2 separate regions of the Canis lupus genome follow, and region 1 is linked to region 2. A link is a contact called in public Hi-C data. All regions are on one chromosome and are shown on one strand. The core of a region is the stretch at or near the end of the contact, and the rest is flanking DNA. Distances in the headings are between cores, read along the strand shown. Region 1 has its middle 15 kb from the start of CCR7. Region 2 has its middle 6.4 kb from the start of KRT27.

What was found. A called contact is a pair of places that touch in the nucleus more often than the background predicts.
Region 1: a contact with region 2 is called in a Hi-C map of blood, with 3 times the contacts expected there. The contact joins two enhancer-like sites. A contact is called at or near these places in 6 of 9 Hi-C or Micro-C datasets (amygdala, blood and liver).

What each region holds. Positions count from the first base shown.
Region 1 is chr9:22,001,951-22,007,877 of UU_Cfam_GSD_1.0, reverse strand. No RefSeq gene overlaps it. Among named protein-coding and RNA genes, the nearest start is that of CCR7, 15 kb to the left of the region's middle. Within about 2 kb of position 3,912, at least 1 of the 20 cell types and tissues checked has an H3K27ac peak or open chromatin away from gene starts, as enhancers often do. A contact at or near this core is called in blood, where this site is marked.
Region 2 is chr9:21,840,771-21,846,977 of UU_Cfam_GSD_1.0, reverse strand. No RefSeq gene overlaps it. Among named protein-coding and RNA genes, the nearest start is that of KRT27, 6.4 kb to the left of the region's middle. Within about 2 kb of position 2,102, at least 1 of the 20 cell types and tissues checked has an H3K27ac peak or open chromatin away from gene starts, as enhancers often do. A contact at or near this core is called in blood, where this site is marked.

The DNA of each region.
Region 1 (5,927 bases), core at 2,663-5,162, 160 kb before region 2:
TTCATATCTCCTTAAACAGAAAAGGAAGAGTGGTAATAGCTTTCCATCCCTACCTGCTGGGGCCAGGCTTCCGGGTTCTTGCATAGAGTTTGGCACCTGGATTCATACTTTTCCCCACTTGGCTGCCTGTCCCTGCATCAATCTCTGCTTCCTGCATCTTTTTTCTACTTGTATCATTTTCTTTTTTTCCAGGGGAACACGCAGTGTGTCCAGGTTTGTGACTATCTTAATCTTCCTTTTGTAGGCGTGTCTAGGAGCCTAGAGCAAGGCTTACCCCCACCCCACCTCCCAAACAGTGCCACAAAGAAGCTTGTCTGAGGCTACCAAGATTGCTACAGACTCTAAATGTCTCAGATTCTACTGGGTTCTTAGCCAATATGGTAGTCAACAGCCCAGCCCAATAGTTTTCATAACTTGACCCAACCCAGCTTCTTACTTCCTGATATTAGGGATATGGGCTTAGAGTGGGATAAGGAGGTGAGAAAGAAAGAATGAAGATGTTTTCATTCTCCTACTAGAGCTTGAGATCCTGGAGATGAGGACTTTGTCTTTTCACTTTCATATTCTCAATACGAGATGATTGTTATTCCATAGAATATGGTGCTGGGCAGACAGATGCATAATGCTTGTTATGCCCGAAGGAAGGTGACTCGGGCACATTTTCTTCTTGCACTGAATGACTAACAGCACTGATAGCTCGTCTGGCTTGGCAACATAGTCACCTGGCACAGATTGAGTTTGTGAGGTCCCCGGAACCCTGTGGGCACAGTTACTGGGAAATATTTCTCTTTCACCACATCTTCTCAGGTTCTGCAGCAGATCAGGAAGGTGAGGTTTTCCTTGACATGCTGGGTATGTGGTAGAGTGCTCACATTGAGAGCGATCAGGAGATGCCTGGCCTGGCACTAGTTAGGCAGCCCTGGGGTTATAGACTGTGGGAGTGACGAGATCCCTCTCTTCTTTACCTTCCAAAGAGGAGGCAAGGGGGAAGGGGTCATCCTATTCTCAAAATTGGGTTTGGATATCTGGGATGAAAAGGTAGAGGGTTTAATCCACATGGAAGAGTTTTCTTCTGCAGATAGCTTTTCTCTCATCATTAAGAAAGAGAGAGAGAGAGAGAGAGAAATCAAATACGCCCAAGTATTGAATGTGCTCAAGAATCTAAAGTGATTTTGCACTGGTCATTTGGACCCCAGTCAGGGAAATGTTCCCATGTATTCAAATTTTTTTAATAATAAATTTATTTTTTATTGGTGTTCAATTTGCCAACATACAGAATAACACCCAGTGCTCATCCCATCAAGTGCCCCCCTCAGTGCCTGTCACCCATTCACCCCCACCCCCCGCCCTCCTCCCCTTCCACCACCCCTAGTTCGTTTCCCAGAGTTAGGAGTCTTTATGTTCTGTCTCCCTTTCTGATATTTCCTACCCGTTTCTTCTCCATGTATTCAATTTGTGTAAGAAAATGTTCTTGCGTTAACTCGTTAAGACTGTCTTATGTCTTGAGTCTTACAAGAAATAAGCCAATGAGAGGTATGGCCCCACGGCTAAGGTGCCTGTTCTGGTGGGAGTGGGTCCAGCAAGAAGGGCATTAGTTAGGAGAGGCCCCAAAACAAGACCCTCTGTGATTCAGGTGGATGTTCCTGCTGGGGTCACATTATTATTATTATTTTTTAAGATTTTGTCTACTTATTCATGAGAGACACGGAGAGAGAGAGAGAGAGAGAGAGAGAGGCAGAGACACAGGCAGAGGAAAAAGCAGGCTCCCTGCAAGGAGCCTGATGTGGGACTCGATCCTGGCTCTCGGGATCATGCCCTGAGCTGAAGGCAGATGCTCAACTGCTGAGCCACCCAGGCATCACTTGGGGTCACATTATTGCTGTAGACCCAACTCTCTTCCTCTGGCTTTCCTGGGAGGTGGGTGGGCTGTGAGGTTAATCCACTTACACCATCTCCTCTGAAAGCATTATCCAGTCCAGGGGGATGAAAACTGGTGATTGGAGGTATTTCTATCTCCTCCTTCCATCAATAGCTGCTTTTCTGTATTTTAATTGCTGGGGTTAGAGCTTTTGATTGTGTGGAACCATGAGGTGGGCCCCGGGGAGTGGATTAATTAATCTTTCATTTAACAAACATCTCTCCTGGAGTATCCATCTGCTCCCATGACTTTTATCTATATGCTGCTGACTTTTAAACCTATTTCTTTGTTTTGACCTCTCTCCTTCACATTAAGCTCACACTTCATCTTTTTTGAGATTTTCTTTTCTAAGCCCACATTTCTAACAAAAGAAAAAAAGAGAGAAAGAATGGATATTGCATGTAAATGATTGCTGTTAGCTTACGGAAGTTGTTCTGCAATACATATTCAGTGACTCTATTTCCAGGTGCAGAAGCTGAAGCCACCAGACAGGCTAGATTTGCCTAAAATCTCAATAGAAAATCTGTGGCAGTGACACCGTCCTGAGATCACTCGCATCAGACATAAACCAGGTACTCCAAAGGAAAAAAAAAAAAAAAAGGAAAGGACAAGAAAATTCATATCAGAATTAGAATTGGATCGAGGGCTTCCCCGCTCAAAGCTGCGAAGAGAGCCTTAAAACTATGGCAGGGCCGCCCGGGTGGCTCAGCGGTTTAGCGCCGCCCTTCAGCCCAGGGCACGATCCTGGAGACCCGGGATCGAGTCCCACGTTGGCTCCCTTCTTGGAGCCTGCTTCTCCCTCTGCCTGTGTCTCTGCCTCTCTCTGTGTCTCTCATGAATAAATGAATAAAATCTTAAAAAAAAAAAAAAAACCTATGGCAATGGAATTGATGCCTGTCCTCTTGGGTCCTTCTAGTTAGACACAGTCTGCCTTCCCCAAGGGAGTGAGCTCTCCTTCACCCTCCTCTCCCCTGCACCTTCCAGCCCAGTGGGTGGCAAGACCAGGGGCTCAACAGGGATGTGGGGGGTTGAATCTGGTGGTTAAAGCTGACTTGTGAAACTCTTGGTTGTAAACAGCATTAAGTGAGGGCACCTGGCCCCTCCCATCCTCTCCACTCAACTGTGTCCGAAAGGCTTGGCCCAAATCTCACCATTTTTAAAAAAAGATTTTATTTATCTATTCATAAGAGTCACAGAGAGAGGCAGAGACATAGGCAGAGGGAGAAACAGGCTCCCTGTGGGACTCGATCCAGGACCCCGGGATCATGACCTGAGCCAAAGGCAGACGCTCAGCCGCTGAGCCACCCAGGTGCCCCTCAAATCTCACCATTATTTTTTTTTAAGATTTTATTTATTTATGACAGACAGAGAGGGAGAGAGAGGCAGAGATACAGGCAGAGGAGGAAGCAGGCTCCATGCAGGGAGCCCGACGTGGGACTCGATCCGGGGTCTCCAGGATCCGGCCCCAGGGTGAAGGCTGCGCTAAACCACTGAGCCACCGGGGCTGCCCAAATCTCACCATTTTTAAGAAGACTTTCCAGATGAACGCAGTTTCTGATATTTGGAGCAACTCCTGTCTGTTCCCCTCATTTAGCAGCCCCTCCATATGCTAATTTATGTGGGAGGGGGCAGTGTGGCACATGGCTTGCAAGTGTGGGCTGTGGACATGAACCTCGTGTTTAAACTCCAGCTCCACCATTTTCTAGCCGTGTGCTCTCCAGTCATTCCTCTGAGCCTCAGTTTCCTTATCTGTAAAGTAGGTTGAGTAATAATTCCTCCCTCATAGGCTTGTCATGAGGATTAAGTGGGACAGGTTGTGCGGAGTGTTTAGTGCGTTGCCAGGCACACAAGACATTCTAGCTATTATTGTTGTAAGTTTTCACAACGAAATGTTTTGTTTCTCCACCTCTTTGAGGATGGTTACCTCACCTGCGAAGCAGAGGAAATAATATGCAATCGAAGTGGATTGTCATGACAACAAAATGAGAAGCTACATAGGAAAATGCTTTGTGAACCTTTTTAGGTTTGGGTGTGAAGGTGTGACTGCCCCCAAGATTACACAGCTAGTACGAAGTGGCACCCTTGTGGAACCACCACACCCTCCCCCCCACTGGCACACACACACACACACACACACACACACATACCACCAGGGGCAGTTAACCCACCTGGAAACCTCTGGGCGGCCTGACCCCTACTGGTGTCCTAGGGAAGTTGCTCTTTCTTCCAGGTCATCTGAGCAAGTGCTCAGGTCCCGTGCAAGGCATGGGCCTCCCCCTCAAGAAGCTTACAGAGAGAAGTGTGAACAAGCCTTATTCTCAACGAGGCCAGGTGACACAAAAGTGGTGGCAGCAGAGGGGCAGAAGGAGGGGGAAGATTGGGAGTGAAGTTTCAAGGGCGGACTGGCATCAGAGCTGGTCTCTGAAAGAGGAGTAGCATGTTAGTTTGCTCGGGCTGCCGTAACAAAACACCACAGACCGGGTGGGGTACACAGCAGAATTTTGTTTCCTCACAGCGCTGAAGGCTTGAAGTCTGAGAACAAGCTGTTGGCAGGATTGGTTTCTTCTAAGATCTCCCTCTTTGGCTTGCAGAAGGCTGTCTTCCCGTGGTGTCCTCACACGTTCACCCTTCTGTCTGTTGCCCATGTTCTAACCTCCTCATCATGTAAGGATGCTAGTCACACTGGGTTAGGGCCTGCATGACCCATGTGACAGAATTTGACCTTAATTACCTCTTTAAAGGTCCCATCTCCAAATTCATTCTGAGGTCCTCTGGTTTAGGACTTCCACATATTAATTTGGCGCTGGGGAAAATTTAGCCTCTAACAAGTAAGATGTTTTCTTCTTACATTTGCTCAATTACAAAAACAAAATGTGGTGAAATTTTGAGAAGCATGGAAAGGAAATAAACCACGAAGAGATGACCATATCTGCCCAATCTTTTTTTTTTTTTTAAAGAAAAGAATATATGGCTTTCAAAATGGGTATACAGCACCTGCTGTTTTGTACCTATTTTCACTTGACAAATACATCATGAACTTTCCTCCTTATAATTAACTCTCCTTCCACAACATCCCCTTAAAAGGCTGCATATTGGTTCATTCTAAGGATGTATTAACTGTGTTCACTCAGTGGGTGGCAGAATTTTGATTAGCCAAGATTGATAGCCAAGAAGTAGCCCTATGGGATGGAATAATACAAGCTTCAAGAGCACTGTGTTGGTGACACTTTAGCAAAGTGGAACCAGCCAGAAGAGTTCCCAGAATCAAGTTGATTACACTTACATGTATGCGTAATTTTTTTTTTTTTTGGTGGGGATAGACGTGGATGTGACAGTGCTATTTCTTCTAAGAAGTCCTGAGGTGGTCCTGAGAATTGAGCCAGCTGTACAATTTATATCTGACTCATCAGAATCTCAGTGACACCCCACAGGGCAACTGAAATTCAATATTTGACTCTACAGGGTGACATGGAACTTAAAGACTTACTAGTTTTAATTGCGATGCTGCTTTTTTAAACAATGAGTAACTTTTAGTGATTGGTGATGATTATTTCCCCCTCTCTCTCATTCCCCTCTTCCTCTCCCAACTGTTTATCCCTGATGAAGAGAAGTCTCTGGTAACACAAAGCAAAGTGACAGAGATTTAGTAATAAAGATTGGTTTGTCTTGTTTCACACTGAAAACCCTGAAGGATCCAAAAGGGACGTGCAGGTTGGTCCAGGAGGGCTTCTTGGGGAGAAAGGAGGCAGGGAGCATATCTTCAGGATGCCCACCCACGGTGGTTTTTAAACAACCCAACAGACCATTCAAAAGAGAGACAATGCTTAACCCTGTTAATTTCAATAACTCAGACTTTCAAATTATGTGATAAAGCCCACAGAATCTTAGGTTTCACTTGTTCTGTCATGCAAGTGGAAGAAGAGGAAATGGGAATGGCTCTTTATGTGATTTGCTAGAAAAACCCACAGGATAGCATAGAAACCCAGAGGTGTCAGTTTCTAGATAATAG
Region 2 (6,207 bases), core at 853-3,352:
AAGTAAATCTTTCAGAAAGAGAGAATGGTGAAATGATGAAGGAATTATTTTATAAACATATTTTATAATACTACCCAGAACTAAAGGACTGAGCTTCTAAATTGAAAGAGACCACCAATGACTGTAATAAATGAAAAGGAATCACAGCAGAGCACGTGCTCAGTTTATTTCAGAGAACCATGGAGAAAAAGAGAACACTTAAAATGTCAGAAGAAAAGACAACACACATCCAGTGATGGGGAAATCAGAATGGCTCTGGACTTCTCAACAATCCTGGAAGCCCTGACTCCAGTGAAGAATGCCCTCAAAATTCTACTTGAAAATGAAGTACAACATAAAATTCTCTCCTCTGACAATTAATCATGAGTGAGGGTAGAATAAAAATATCTTCAGACATGAAAGGTCTCAAAATATTTATCTTCCTCACATACTTTGTCAGGAAATCACTAGAGCGAAAAATGAACAAGAAAAAGGAAAAAGCTTAGAATCCGAGAAATAGGGCCCCAGTACAGGTGCACTGAATGAATGTCCCTGATGATAGCTGGGTAGCAAGTCAGAAAAATAAATATGAGGTGGGAGGATTCTGAGTGTGAGGGCTGCAGGAGGTAGATGGAAAAGATGGATGGTTTTGTTCGTGTAAGAAAGAGGCATGAGAGATAAAGATATATAGGAAACTAGGTTAGTACAAATGCTAAAAAAATATTGCTTGTATGAAAAACAAAAAGTTGCACAAAAAACATGGCATCTACTGCTCAATGCAACAATGAACAATATCTACTTAGCCATAATGATGAGTAACTTAACATTGATCTAACCAAATACTGTGGTATAGCTATGTTAGGAAGAGAAGGAAGGTGGCAAAGGAAAAACTCTCAACTTTCTTTTAAGAGTACAATATATAATAAGAAAAATTGATAAATCAAGAAATATTGAATAAAACATAGTATTTAAAAATCTAGAGATAAAGATGACAAGGAACAGCTAAAAGAGTTGTAAGTGGTTGCCTGTAGAAAGCAGGGCTTGAGGCAGAAGAAGGGAGAGAAAAAGACACTGTTGTTTTTGTTTGTAGCACAATTTAACTGTTAAAATGCATTCATTACTTGAATAAAAAGGAAAATTTTTTACAAACTAATCAAGAAAAAAATCTCAAGTGCACATTGGATATTTCACTGTAAAATTTACAAATAAAGTTGATATAAATCCAGTTTTAAAATAGACACTATGGTATCTCCATGTCTAATAGTTAAATAAGACTAGATGAAATACCCTAGTGCTGGATAAATTATTGTAAAATGTTTTTTAAATTCATACCTAAGCTCAAAAGAAAATAAAAGAAAACATTAAAAAAAAAACACACACACAGAGCTGAACATGAATGGTGAGTAGACATAGAAGCTTGAGTTATCTTAGAAATATGCTTAGATTAGAAAGATTTTTTGGTTAAAAACTCCACTGAGAAGTAAGATTTGGACCCGACCAAGTGTCATAGCTGAACTTGAGACCCCACTTAAAGCTGTATGCCCCCAAAGCCTATATCATCAGTAGAAAAGATGAAGTTAGAAAAGTCTCCATGCTGGCGAAATGGAGAAACCAGCAAGTCATTCTGTTACCAATGGTACTAAGTAAAAATCTGATAATGTGAATATTATTGATATTTGATAATGACTTATAATCACAGCCTTACTCTGATACGGTCAAATTTAATCTGAGAACCCCAATCCAAGAAATTCATTTAAGATATTTTCAGGTTGGGGTGTCTGAGTGGCTTGCTTGGTTGTCCAACTCTTGATATCAGGTCAGGTCTTAATCTCAGAGTTGTGAGTTCAAGGCCTGTGTTGGGCTCCACTCTGAGTGTGGAGCTTACTTAAAAATAAAATTAAAAAAAAATTTAAAAAGATGTTTTCAGGTTGGTACTGCTTCACATTCCCCTGGAGAAATCATCTCAGTCCTGGCCCTACACGACTCCCAAAGTTAAATTCCAACCACATATGAACTCAAAATAAAATAAACATATGAAGAAATAAACACATATGACTAAGAGCCAAAACTAACTACAGTCTACAGAATAGGATGTCAAAGACCAATGATAATGCAATTACAAGGAAATGTATGCAAAAAAAATGTGTTTTTTGTGTTTAGGGAAGTGAAAGAGAGAAATGGAAGTGTTCTGAATGAATAACTATAAAAAATGACTAGATATATTTTAAAAAGAAATGGAAACAAAAGAACTAGATGAAGAGGATTAGGAGTGTGCTTGTCTAGATGAACACTGAGCATCCTAGAACTGTTGAATCACTATATTGTACATCTGCAAATAATATAACATCGTGTGTTAATTATACTTCAATAAAAAAATAAAATGGGAAATATAATAACTAAAATTGAGAATTTTACCTGAGGATTAAGCAACAGATATGACATAACTAAGGAAGAAATAAATAAATTGTAGGAAAAATAAAACCTTATTATCCTAAATGAAAGAGAATGAGACAGGGGGAGAGAGGGAGAAAAGGAGAAAGAAAGAGAGGGAGATTGGAGAGAAACTCTGACATATTTTTCAGTGGAGTCTCCTTAGAGACCATACTAATGGGGCAGAGGGTAAGAGTTTTCTAGAATAGAAACAGCCCTCCAATTTAAAAGGTAAAGTGAATTTAAGAATCTGCTTCAAGTAACATTATAGTGATGCTGAAGAACACCAAAGACAAGGAAAAGCAGCAGAGAAAATAGATATCATCTATAAAGGAACCATAATTAGACTGTCTGCAGCTTCCATGAGCAACAATAGAAATCAAAGACACTGGAATGATCTCTGCAGAAGATATTTTTTTAAGATTTATTTATTTATTTTTGAGAGGGGAGAGGAGGAGCAGAGGAGAGAGGAACTCAAGCAGACTCTGTACTAAGAGCAGAGCCTGATGCAGGGCTCCATCTCCCATTCCATAATATCACAACCTGAGCTGAAAACAAGAGTTGGACACTTAACCAACTGCATCACCCAGGTGCCCTTCCACAAAATATTAAGAAAAAATAATTATCACATTAAAACTGAGCACCAAGCAAAATTATCTTTCAAGAATAAGGCATAGAGTCTGGGAAATCATGGCAATGGTGGCAGAACTTTTGAATCTTCACATAGAAATTACACAGAACAATTACATCACAAAACCAGATACCCATGTACAACTTTTATAACAAACTGAGGTGACCATGAAACCCAAAATGTAAGCTGGTAGAACAAATTATCATTTGCCATAAGACCTGCAGGTCTTTTTTTTTTTTTTTAAGATGTATGTATGTATGTATGTATTCATGAGAGACACACAGAGAGAGAGAGAGAGAGAGAGAGGCAGAGACACAGGCAGAGGGAGAAGCAGGCTCCATGCAGGGAGCCCGAAGACCTGCAAGTCTTATGTTAGAAGCACTTCTGTGGGAAGAAGAGGATATCCAGAGGTACTTGAAGGGTCTGATTACAGGAGAATTATGGAAAACCGATTGAAAAAGGACAGCAGGTGAATTTGAGAAGAGCAGGTGAAACTATAACCTGAAACTGGGTTCGCCTCTTTTGCATGTGGAGCCAAAAGACACAACCAAGCCAAAGACTAGGAAAAGAAAGGGTTTGACAAATATTATATGTTCTCATTCATTTGGGGAATATAAATAATAGTGAAAGGGAATAGAAGGGAAGGGAGAAGAAATGGGTAGGAAATATCAGAAAGGGAGACAGAACATAAAGACTCCTAACTCTGGGAAACGAGCTAGGGGTGGTGGAAGGGGAGGAGGGCAGGGGGTAGGGGTGAATGGGTGACAGGCATTGAGGGGGGCACTTGACAGGATGAGCACTGGGTGTTATTCTGTATGTTAGCAAATTGAACACCAATAAAAAATAAATTTATTATAAAAAAAAAAAAAAAGAAAGGGTTTGACTTGCAACAAGTCAGGAGAACACCATGGCTATTTCCCAAAGCAGTGTCTCCCCAAACAACAAAAATTGGGAAGTTTTGGGCAGCCCAGGTGGCTCAGTGGTTTAGCGCCGCCTTCAGTCCAGGGCGGGATCCTGGAGATCCGAGATCAAGTCCCACATTGGGCTCCCTACATGGAGCCTGCTTCTCCCTCTGCCTGTGTCTCTGCCTCTCTCTCTCTCTCCTCTCTGTGTATTCTCATGAATAAATAAATAAAATCTTTTTAAAAAATTGGGAAGTTTTAAGGTAAGGGTGCATGTGTATTCACGGATGGAGCTTGGTGAGGGAGAATTCAGTAGAGAATTGGGGCAAAAGTCATGCGAAGTGGACAGAGTCCAGGTTTTAATTGATTGAAGTCATGGGGCGGGGGGCAGCATTACCAATTCTCTGCTCTAGTTAGTCTGGTATTTGACTGCTCAAAAGGGTTTAAATTCTGTAAAAAAAAACAACTCAAGGATGTGCACTAGGTCAATCTTTAGTTTGAAACAGTACTGGAAGTCTTATCCTTTATTTGTTGTGTCTGATATGGTTAGGCTATTTCCAGGCCTGGTAGAGACTTAGTTTCTGCATTCTCATTAGTCCTTTAAAATCCTTAACTACTGAGATTTTTGCATTTTTTGGGTCATTCCTCCTAGGAAGTCCTGCAAGAAGTGTGTTTGGGCAAGTAGTGCTGGTCAGGCATAGATCACAAAATGGCTGGTCAGGCACAGACCACAGAATGGGTGGGGGCCTTACGTGACTTTTCTTATGTTAAGAAAGCTATGACTCATCTTTCTTTTTCTGTAGACCTCTAACCCTATCTGCCGTCAAAACTGGGAGAGTTTTGCCCATTCAGAAGCAGGTGAGTGAAAAGAATCTTGCATGAGCTGAGACGGAAATAGTCTAGACCCTGTGAATTCTCAAAACCAACCAGCTGTGTTTCCCTTCCAGGAGAGTGCCCCCCTCCCATGAGAAGAAACCCCAGGAAGAAGAATCTCAACTGATCAGAATAGGGTCAGTAGAGATGAAGGGAAGAGAAGGTCCAGATATAGTGGAGGAGAGGAAAAAAGAAGAAATTTGAAATCAAACCTATGTATATATGTATATATGTGTATATATATATATAAAATATTTTATTTATTTATTCATGACACACACACACAGAGGCAGAGACACAGGCAGAGGGAGAAGCAGGCTCTATGCAGGGAGCCCAATGTGGGACTCGATCCTGAGACTACAGGATCATGCCCCAGGCCGAAGGCAGGTGCTAAACCACTGGGCCACCCAGGGATCCTGAAGCCAATATATTTTTGATCCCTAGATGAAAAACAAGAAATGGGAGGTATGTATAGTTAGAAAAGCCTTGTAGAACTATACTCATTCTAGAGGTTAAGGAACATGAATTGCTTGAAAAATGAGAAGAAAAGGATTAAGGTAAAATCCCACAAAATGTTAGCACACGAAAACAAAAAAAATTAGGAGCTGCGTTACATCTCTATAGAAAATAAAAGTATGCCAGAAAGACATGTCAACAAAACAAATTAAGGTATAACTTATCATTTCGAAGTGATCTAAAATGCATTAAAAATGATGGAAGAAAAAACAAGCAACATAAACCATAATTAGGACACTTAGAAATGAGAAGATATAACTTAGGAAAGGATTAGAAATAAAAGCAAAAAAATCTTTACACTGAATAAGATCCAAACACAGGCAATGAGAACCAGTTCTCAGAGAAGACATATTCGGGAAATACACAATCTTAAACCAAATATTAGCAAATAAAATTCAATAGTATATGAAATAGCATATACTATTCCAAGGGAGTTATTTATAGGAAATGAGGATGGTCAAATACTACATGCATAAAATGTCACATGACAAAAATCCTATGATCATCTCAAAAGTACTAAAACAAAATGGGCAATTTTACTTATCATGCTGGCATGACAACGACCTTTCTCAGATGTAAAACTCTAAACCTATGATGGACATTTATCTATACATGAGACAAGGTATTATAAAATTCTGTATGATGACCAAAAAGATTAAAAAATTAAAAGAGAAACAACAATAGCAATGCATTTGCAACACCCAATAACAAATAATTATTCACTTCTCTTGTAATGAGCGTCCACAGATCTTGGGTGTTTGTTAAAAGAAAGCATATCAGTTTGTGATTTCTGCTTTAACAACCTCCCAAGCACAGTATCTGAAGTCCTTCTCCTTCAGATGGCAACTGATTCCTTGGAGGTACCTTCAGTGTAGA